Regions from separate parts of the Oncorhynchus kisutch genome. Here region 1 is linked to region 2. A link is a contact called in public Hi-C data. All regions are on one chromosome and are shown on one strand. The core of a region is the stretch at or near the end of the contact, and the rest is flanking DNA. Distances in the headings are between cores, read along the strand shown. Region 1 holds the start of ppip5k2 (diphosphoinositol pentakisphosphate kinase 2). Region 2 holds the start of pam (peptidylglycine alpha-amidating monooxygenase).

Region 1 (4,612 bases), core at 317-2,816, 140 kb before region 2:
AGAAAGCTCAAATATAGAGCATTTTGCTGAAAATATGCATTCAGCAGCATTCTCCCTATTTTGCTTGACAGAGATAAGACTACACCGTTTCGCTGACATCAAATCAAATTGTATTCGTCACATGCGCGGAATACAACAGGTGTAGTAGACCTTACAGTGAAACGCTTACTTACAAGACCTTAACCAACAATGCAAGTAAAGGAAAAAATAAGTGTTAAAGTATTTACTAAAAGAAAGTGGGGAAAAAATTATTTAAAAAGAGCAACAATAAAATAACAGTATCACACGCAAATGTCAGTTACTACTTCACCTCGTCGTCGGGCTTTGGTCAGAAGTAGTGTATAGGGCTATTTGTGACACACTGTTTATCTGCCTGGGCACGCACACACACCACCATGCAACCTTCCATCACCCTCAGACTGGACATCTGTCATGGGAACAAAATGTCAGTCACAGCACGACCAGGATGCTACAATCAGCCCAGGATAGTCAGATGATGCCCAATCCAAAACAAGTCCAACCTTGAAATGCAAGGGCAAGGTCTCCAGGTTGGATTGTAGCTACTGATTTTTGTTTTTTTCCTTTCTGTGTGGACCACACACACACATATATACTAGGCTAGACTGCAATGGGGTTCAAGGAAGATGTATTGAATAGACTTCTGATAGTGAACCAGTTCTCTGACTGTGTCCTGGAAACGTATTCTGATCAGGATTATTAGTATGTGAATAGAAAGAGTAACATTGGGTCTGATACTTGCCATTAGTAAACTAGCTTCTACAACATGTAAATGATGACAAGCTGACACAGACAGTGAAATAATTATTAACGACGTTACAATCAACATTCACTCGGGCAAATCACATCAACGTTGGGGTTGGATGACATACTTATGTAAATCTTCTTAGGGCTAGCTAGCTAGCATTTTTTCAGTTGAATGGGGAATTCAAAAATCTTTTCATCCGATAAAATGACTGAATGACTCATCGGTCTTCCTCCATCCAGACAGGTACAACATCACCTCGCTGTTAGCCTAGTCCATGGCTAACGGCGTTAGCTACCTAGCACAGTTAGCTTGTACTTCCTGACAAATGTCTAGCGACTTGTTAACATTGGCCAGGCACGCTTGCCTCCCCTTCTTATGTTAAGCTTAGTGAACTTAAATGTACAATTTGTGTTGTTGTTTTTTTAACTTAACGCAATTTTTTTTTTTTTAAATGTCTCTTACCTTATCTAATATGAAACGCCCTTAGTCGAGTCTGTATGCCTTCAAAGTAAGTTAGTCCTGCTTGGCTTCTGACAACACGGACAGCTTAGCTAGCTAGCCTGCCAACTACACAGTAGTACACCTTGCTGAATGTGTGTGCAATGAAAAAATGTTGTTGCTAGTTTGCAGCCAACATTGTCCCGACACTGTTACTAGCAGTGATGCTGATTTATCTACCTTATTCCAAGTGTGTTTTGCAGTTTTACTCTACCAATTATGCATGGGGATTTTCATCTTGCGCTATCACAGCTATCATTAAAAATCTCAAAATACCAGGGGCGTATTCATTACTAGCGGACAAAACTCCACTCCGTGGTGGCTAATTCATTACGGAAACCGTTTACCGTTTAAGAACCAAAAGTAAGCAAACAGAGCAAAACGAGAGTTTCTATTGGACTAATTCAGGTAGGTCCCGCCCACATTTCGTTCAGTGTGTTTCCGTTTAAGAAACGTTTTCCAACACAATTGTCGTAATGAATCCACCCCAATAACCAAAAAACGTAATTTGTATGTCGTCACTAAGGGGCGGGAAAAGAGACATAATTCCTCCAAAGCCTCAAAAACACAAGTATGGGTAGAAGCAAACTTGGAAAACAAGAAGCAGAGTATACAGGAACTTCTTTGGTGAAAGTATTGATTCCACCGTCTCAAGCTCAAATCTTTCACAATAGCCTATTGCTATTGTGCCCTTGAGCAAGGCACCCCACTGTTCTACATGGCTGTGTTTAGGCAGGCAGCCTACTTCTGATATTTTTTTCTCACTAATTGGTATTTTGGCCAATCCAATCTGGTGTGGGTTTGCCTGTCTAAACGCACTCTATGCCGGGGAGCCACACTGTTGCTGACAATGAGCTTCCAAACCCCTCAGTTGTGTGTGTGTGTGTGTGTGTGTGTGTGTGTGTGTGTGTGTGTGTGTGTGTTTTGGGGGTTGGGTCAAAAAGGAAAATAATGTTCCCACTTTCTGACAGATCATGGACAATAAAAGGTTTCTTCTTCTTCTAACACAAGGTTGGGCTCGATTCACAACGGAATTGAGAATGCCTCATAAATTCAAATTCAAGTCTTGCATTTTAATTGAATTTGAATTGAAGTAGTGAAAATGATACAGAATTACAATTTGAATTTGAATTTAATTTGATGCCTTTTTCTGTTCCACATTAGGTGTGGTCTATACAAATATACATCCTGTACATAAAACATCAAACATGTTGTTATATACATGCATATAAAATATTGTTGAAATTGATTTAGAGGACAAATTCTTAAAATAAATGATCAAGGAAAACAAACCTGTATGTGAATTTTCGAAGTTATTATATTTAGTTAATATTAAAATAAAAATGTTCAATATGGGGAAAATACTACATTTCCCAGAATGCAAAACTTACTGTTGTGGACTTTAGCAGAGCTTCCCTTCCTCTTTTTTTGCAGCCCTAGAGTCCTTTAAAATGTCTATCTGGTTTCTGAAAATGTCCTATCTGTTCTCTGATCATGTCCTACGGTTTCTGGACATTTATCAATGTTCAGGGAATTACCAGTACCCATTGAATTAGCGGGTAAAAAGTTTCAATTACTGTGGCTATGTTGATTTCCAACTTTGTCTGCGTTTACAACTGCAGCCCAATTCAGATGTTTTACTGTTGCACAAATTGGTCTTTTGACCAATCACATCAGATTTTGTTTAACATCAGATCTATTTTTAGAGATGTTCTGATTGGTCAAAAGACCAATTAGTGAAGAAGAAAATATCTGAATTCTTCTGCCTGTGTAAACGCAGCCATTGTGCACTACTTTGACAAGAGATCTATGGGCCCAAGACATAAGAAGATCACCATAGGGAATAGGGTGCCAGACTGTCTTCTTGACCTTGTGTAGCTTAGCTCTAAGAGGGTCAAATAAGAGAGCGTAAGAGAGCAACATATATAGTTTGCCCTTGCTTTGGGATGGTCAATCATTAAACATAATGAATTCACAACTCGTTTTACAACACACTGTATAATCACAGATCATCGTAGTTGAGAATAGCAAAAAAAAGATTGAACTACAAATTCTATAATTTCTCCAGAACATATGACTGGGGTCAATGGATGCATCTCAATGGTGACTTCCTCTACTCACCTAATTTTCTTCATATGTGCTGATCTGGATGCCTATCAGGTGATCAGAAAATCTCTTCCTGCCTATCAGGTGATCAGAAAATCCTTTACTGCCTATCAGGTGATCAGAAAATACTTTCTGCCCATCAGGAATATCCAATAACTTTCTGAAAATTCCCAGGTTTTCCAAAAACCCTGGTTGTCTCCAAGTATTGTCCAACCAAAATTTCTGAAAAACAACCCTAAACTTTCACCTGTTCTGTTCACACTGAGTATACAAAAAATGAAGAACACCTTCTCTTTCCATGACATAGACTGACCAGGTGAATCCAGGTGAAAGCTATACCTTATTGACGTCACTTGTTAAATTCACTTCGATCAGTGTAGATGAAGGTTCAGGAGACAGGTTAAAGAAGGATTTTTAAGCCTTGAGACATGGATTGCGTATGGGAGCCATTCAGAGGGGTGAATAATATAATCGGTGTCCCTCCAACCAAACATATTCTACAGCTCACCACTAGGTGTCCCTCCAACCAAACATATTCTACAGCTCACCACTAGGTGTCCCTCCAACCAAACATATTCTACAGCTCACCACTAGGTGTCCCTCCAACCAAACATATTCTACAGCTCACCACTAGGTGTCCCTCCAACCAAACATATTCTACAGCTCACCACTAGGTGTCCCTCCAACCAAACATATTCTACAGCTCACCACTAGGTGTCCTTTCAACCAACACACCGCAAAATAACGTCTGACTGAAGCCATCTGAAGAACTCCAATCAATGTCAACCCAGTCTCAATGAATAAGTTTGAATATTGACATTATGATCAGAAATATAAAAAAAAAAAAAAAAAATTAAGTTTACCTTTATTTATTCAGGCAAGTCAGTTAAGAACACATTCTTATTTTCAATGACAGCCTGGGAACAGTGGGTTAACTGCCTGTTCAGGGGCAGAACGACAGATTTGTACCTTGTCAGCTCGGGGGTTTGAACTCGCAACCTTCCGGTGACTAGTCCAATGCCGCCCTTTAACCAAAAGGATAAGTTAAACTCAGCAAGCAATGCTTGTTTTCATAAAATATTCATGTCCAATTTAGCTACTGTACAAGCACTGGTGAAATAGAAAACAACTGATGCAATTTTGTGCAATGACCTTTTTCTCTCTAGATCTACATACAATATGTTTCAAGAGAATCCAATACCTGTGCTATGAGCACAACGCGAGAATCTGATCCCTTCTCTT
Region 2 (4,249 bases), core at 18-2,517:
GGCCAGTTTTATTGCTTCTTTAATCAGGACAGTTTTCAGCTGTGCTAACATAATTGCAAAATTGTTTTCTCATGACCAAGTAGCCTTTTAAAATGCTAAACTTGGATTAGCAAACACAATGTGCCATTGGAACACAGGAGTGATGGTTGCTGATAACGGGCCTCTGTAGATATTCCATTTTAAAAAATCAGTCATCTCCAACTATAATAGTCTTTCACAACATTAACAATGCCCACACTGGATTTCTGATCAATTTGGTGTTATTTTAAAGGACAAAAAAATAGCTTTTCTTTTTTTTTTTAAACAAGGACATTTCTAAGTGACCCCAAACTTTTGAACGGCAGTGTACATGTAGGTAGTTATTAAAGTGACTATGCATAGATAATAACAGAGAGTAGCAGCAGCGTAAAAAAAATATGTTCAGAGTCAGACAAATAAAGCATGGGTACGTACATGTTGTTAACTAAGCACTTTATAGTACAATAATATACTCTCGCATCCTTGTGTGAGTGTCTTCAACGCAGACCTTCTAGAGACATTCTGGTATTTTATTATTCTAAATGTGCAAGCAAGAAGATAACTCACTCACTCACTCACTCACTGACTGACGGACCTCATCAATGCCCAACCACCAGCAACAGATGTCACCCTGCTAGTCTGAAACACTAACCCAAGGAAAAGCCAATATACAAGCTAAATAGATAGATAGAGAAGCCATTGCTTATTGAACTTCGTCAATCTAGCTAACTTTGGCTAATAACCGGCTGCTAGCTACTTTACTAGTGTGTGCTAGCCAAATTACTTAACAACAACATGCAAAAACACAAGCAGTGTATGTAGTTCGCTAGCTAGATAGACAGATGCCTAGAATATTTACTTTACATTTTAAAATGTTACCTTAATGATGGTTGACTACAGCTAGCTGTACCTTCGAGACAAGTAACTTTAGCTAGCTAACATTAGGTATCTAGCTAACTAGCTAATTATAACGTGTAAACTTTTTCTGACAATCTTTGACGACGTGAGTGAGAACATGTCGAAACTCAACTTTTGTATCTACTTTTGTATCTATCAAATACGTGTTTTTTCCACATCTGACACACATTCCATAATTAAATATTAATCTGCCATGACATTGTAAACAATATTTGAAATTACATTTTACCTGTAAACATCACATTCTAGTCCCCCGGTAAACAACGTTCAGTCTGTCACGTATTTCCACGACCACACCAGCAGTATGCAGTAGACCAAAGCAATCGTTGTAAAATAGATCGATGTGAAGTAACTGTACATCGAGTTGGGAATGGAATTGTAGAGTGCGATAGGACGCACATCTGCAAAATGATAAAATCACAGCTGTGCCTCACAATATAACCCTTGTAACGTTTTACTGCAATTTATTTTCATAATCAACTTGTCCATTTTTTTCCCCACAGATGTCTGTTGTTGTTTTTTGTTCTCCCAAAATTGATTAGTAGGCCTAGTCTATCATTAAACCAAAGACACTGGTAACTGTTGCTTCTTCTGTGTGTGATCGAACATTATATACATGTTCATGATTTGAACCCAAAGTCTACTCCACAATTATGACAGCAGAATTTTCAAAATGATTTCAAAATGGATCACTATCAATATAGTGGATTTCAAGTTATGGATTTCAAGTTCTGCTTCTTTCAGTAACAGGTCTCTCATATTTTACATAAACCACATGTCCACCCGCTCTTCAAATGCCTTGTGTGTTTTGAAGCATATCCCAGTGGATTTTCTATGAAAATCCTGTTGTCAGGATTGTCTGGGAGAGTTGTGCTCAGGGAGACCTTGTCTTAACAATAGAAACAGCATGCACTGAGTGACAGTAGAGGGGATAAACAGAGGACTAAAGAGACTGTGTGCAGACAAAGGTCTGCAGGGTGACAGGCCATCAGTTGGACCTTATTCACCTGTGTGCTTTCCATTTGCAAGTAGAAGTGAAATCTCATGGGATATTGTATGAAACTTTGGGTAGGTTTTGTATGAAACTTTATTGGACATTGAATACTTTAAAACTATTGATGCTCTACTTAAGATTAAAAAAAACAACTACTTGAGTTAAAAACCAACAAATACAGTGAGGCGAAAATTGAGACTTTATCAGTATGTCATTTTTGTATTATTATTTATCCATAACCAGAATATACTTTTACGTCAGAAAGAAAAAAAGTCACATACTTTATCGCGCCGATGTAATGCATGTATTAATGAATTGACTAAAGTTTCAACAGCCAGCTGCATTCCTTACAATTTTTTTGTCCGAAATTCTGATCATGATTTCGGACAACAGGGCTGGAGTGATATGTTTCCTGGCCCGCTCTTGTTCTCTGGTGGATTAGTAGTGGTCTTGGCTGTAGTCTTTGAAAGCTCAAGGACAAAATTGCCCAGGTCAGTAAGAAGCCCCCCCTGCAGGGATGGGTTGCTGGCCCATTGTTTGGACACCGTAAGGTGTCCTGGACAGCCTCGAGATCTGGAGGCTTGATCTTGATGACCGTCAACAGAACAATGAAGCACCAAAAAAATGTAAATGGTCTGGAAATGACGGAAGAAGCAATGAGATCATACAGAAAAAACAATAACCACACTCTGGAGAGTTCAGTGAGTCTTGTTTACTGCAAGACCGTTGTTGTAATGTGATGTTACGAGAACCTGTAGAGTTTAAGTGATGGCTGTCTCTGTGACATCATAAACAGATCATGGATCAATGCAATTACCTGTAGCCTATATATTATTTGTATACCATTTTGGTTACAAGACATCGTCACAAACTAGTTTTACAGAATATGGAGCCCTAATTGCCAAAAAGAAAAAGCTTATTGGGCTTCAGTGGCAGAAACACACGTTCACTAAACTGTGTGCAATGCTCACCCAGCAATGACTTTTGTATGACAGGTAGGAAACTTTTATGCAATTGATGTATGCGTGCATTCGTGCAGGTAAACAAGAGATGGCCTCAACATCAACACAATTATGAGTAGTTATGGGGCTGTATTCACAAAGTGTCTCAGAGTTGGAGTGCTTATTTATGATCAGGTTCCCCTTGTCCATATAATCTTACCAGTATTCATTATGTGTAAAGGCAAAACTGATCCTAGGTCAGCACTTCTGAGACACCTGAAACATACAACCCCTGATGGATAATGATTACTATCAGTGCCCTGAAAATATTGATCCCTAGTCAAATGGACCAAGATCCCCTAGTAGACAACTGTATACCATGGAGTTATTGAACTACCACTCCACTGGTTCTGACTGGGGCAGTTCTCTAATCATTTATTCTACTTTTATAGCTCTATACATTACATAAAGAATTTCAAAGCACTTTAAAGCAACAACAACAACAAAATATTTAGAAAAACAACACAATTTATGAGATTTTAGAGGGCCAAGTCATTTTAAATCTACCAATCTTTGTTCCTATAGCTTGACACAAATGCATAAAACTGCTATCATATCCAAATGGCTATGGAGATGCAGTTTACATCTGTCAAAATTCTCTTCTGCATCCCAAATGGCACCCTATTCCCTATATAGAGCACTACTTTTGACCAAAGCCCAGAGTTCCATTTGGGATGAAGCCTATTCCTTGTGATTTGGATGTTTCTCCACCCTGTGCTATGCAGCTGGTCCTATGATGACACACACTGGATATCACTTTATCAAAACAGAGAAGACAAGGCAATCACATCTTAATGAGACTCAATTGGGCAGGATGCTACCAAACCTCCCAGCAATAATGCTTCCTGCTACAGGGAAATCATGTGAGTGAGAGAGAATTGAGACTTTGCCAGTTGTGATATACCACAGTGCTAATGCACACACACACACACACACACACACACACACACACACACACACACACACACACAGGTGCAACACATAGATAGAGGGAAGGAGACAAAAGAGAAGATAAAGCAAATCATAAATACTTCATAATCTTGAAAATTATTGAGTTTCCAATACACAGTGTGACACAATATGATATTGGAGAAAATAAATATTGGAGATGAATCATACGTATTCTGTCTCTGGGGGAGACAAGATCTTTTTGGACATAGGAAGTGGAAAAATAAACTCTAGCTTCATATTTCTCCCCACTCACCCATCATCTAAGTAAATTATTAACACAATCTAGTCAACCCTTGCCATGCTGGGAGCAAAGACATCACCCTTCTTTTGCGCTACAGACACCACTGCCAACTCACATCCCAACCTT

Evidence for each region. Hi-C and Micro-C count contacts between places; a contact is called where the count stands out from the background.
Region 1: a contact with region 2 is called in a Hi-C map of liver, with 16 times the contacts expected there. The contact joins the promoter of ppip5k2 here to the promoter of pam in region 2. A contact is called at or near these places in 2 of 2 Hi-C or Micro-C datasets (liver and muscle).

What each region holds. Positions count from the first base shown.
Region 1 is chrLG23:40,642,673-40,647,284 of Okis_V2, reverse strand. ppip5k2 (diphosphoinositol pentakisphosphate kinase 2) reads right to left here and starts at 1,566. Exons shown (of 31, transcript XM_031802889.1): 1 at 1,229-1,566.
Region 2 is chrLG23:40,498,433-40,502,681 of Okis_V2, reverse strand. pam (peptidylglycine alpha-amidating monooxygenase) reads right to left here and starts at 1,267. Exons shown (of 27, transcript XM_031802865.1): 1 at 1,166-1,267.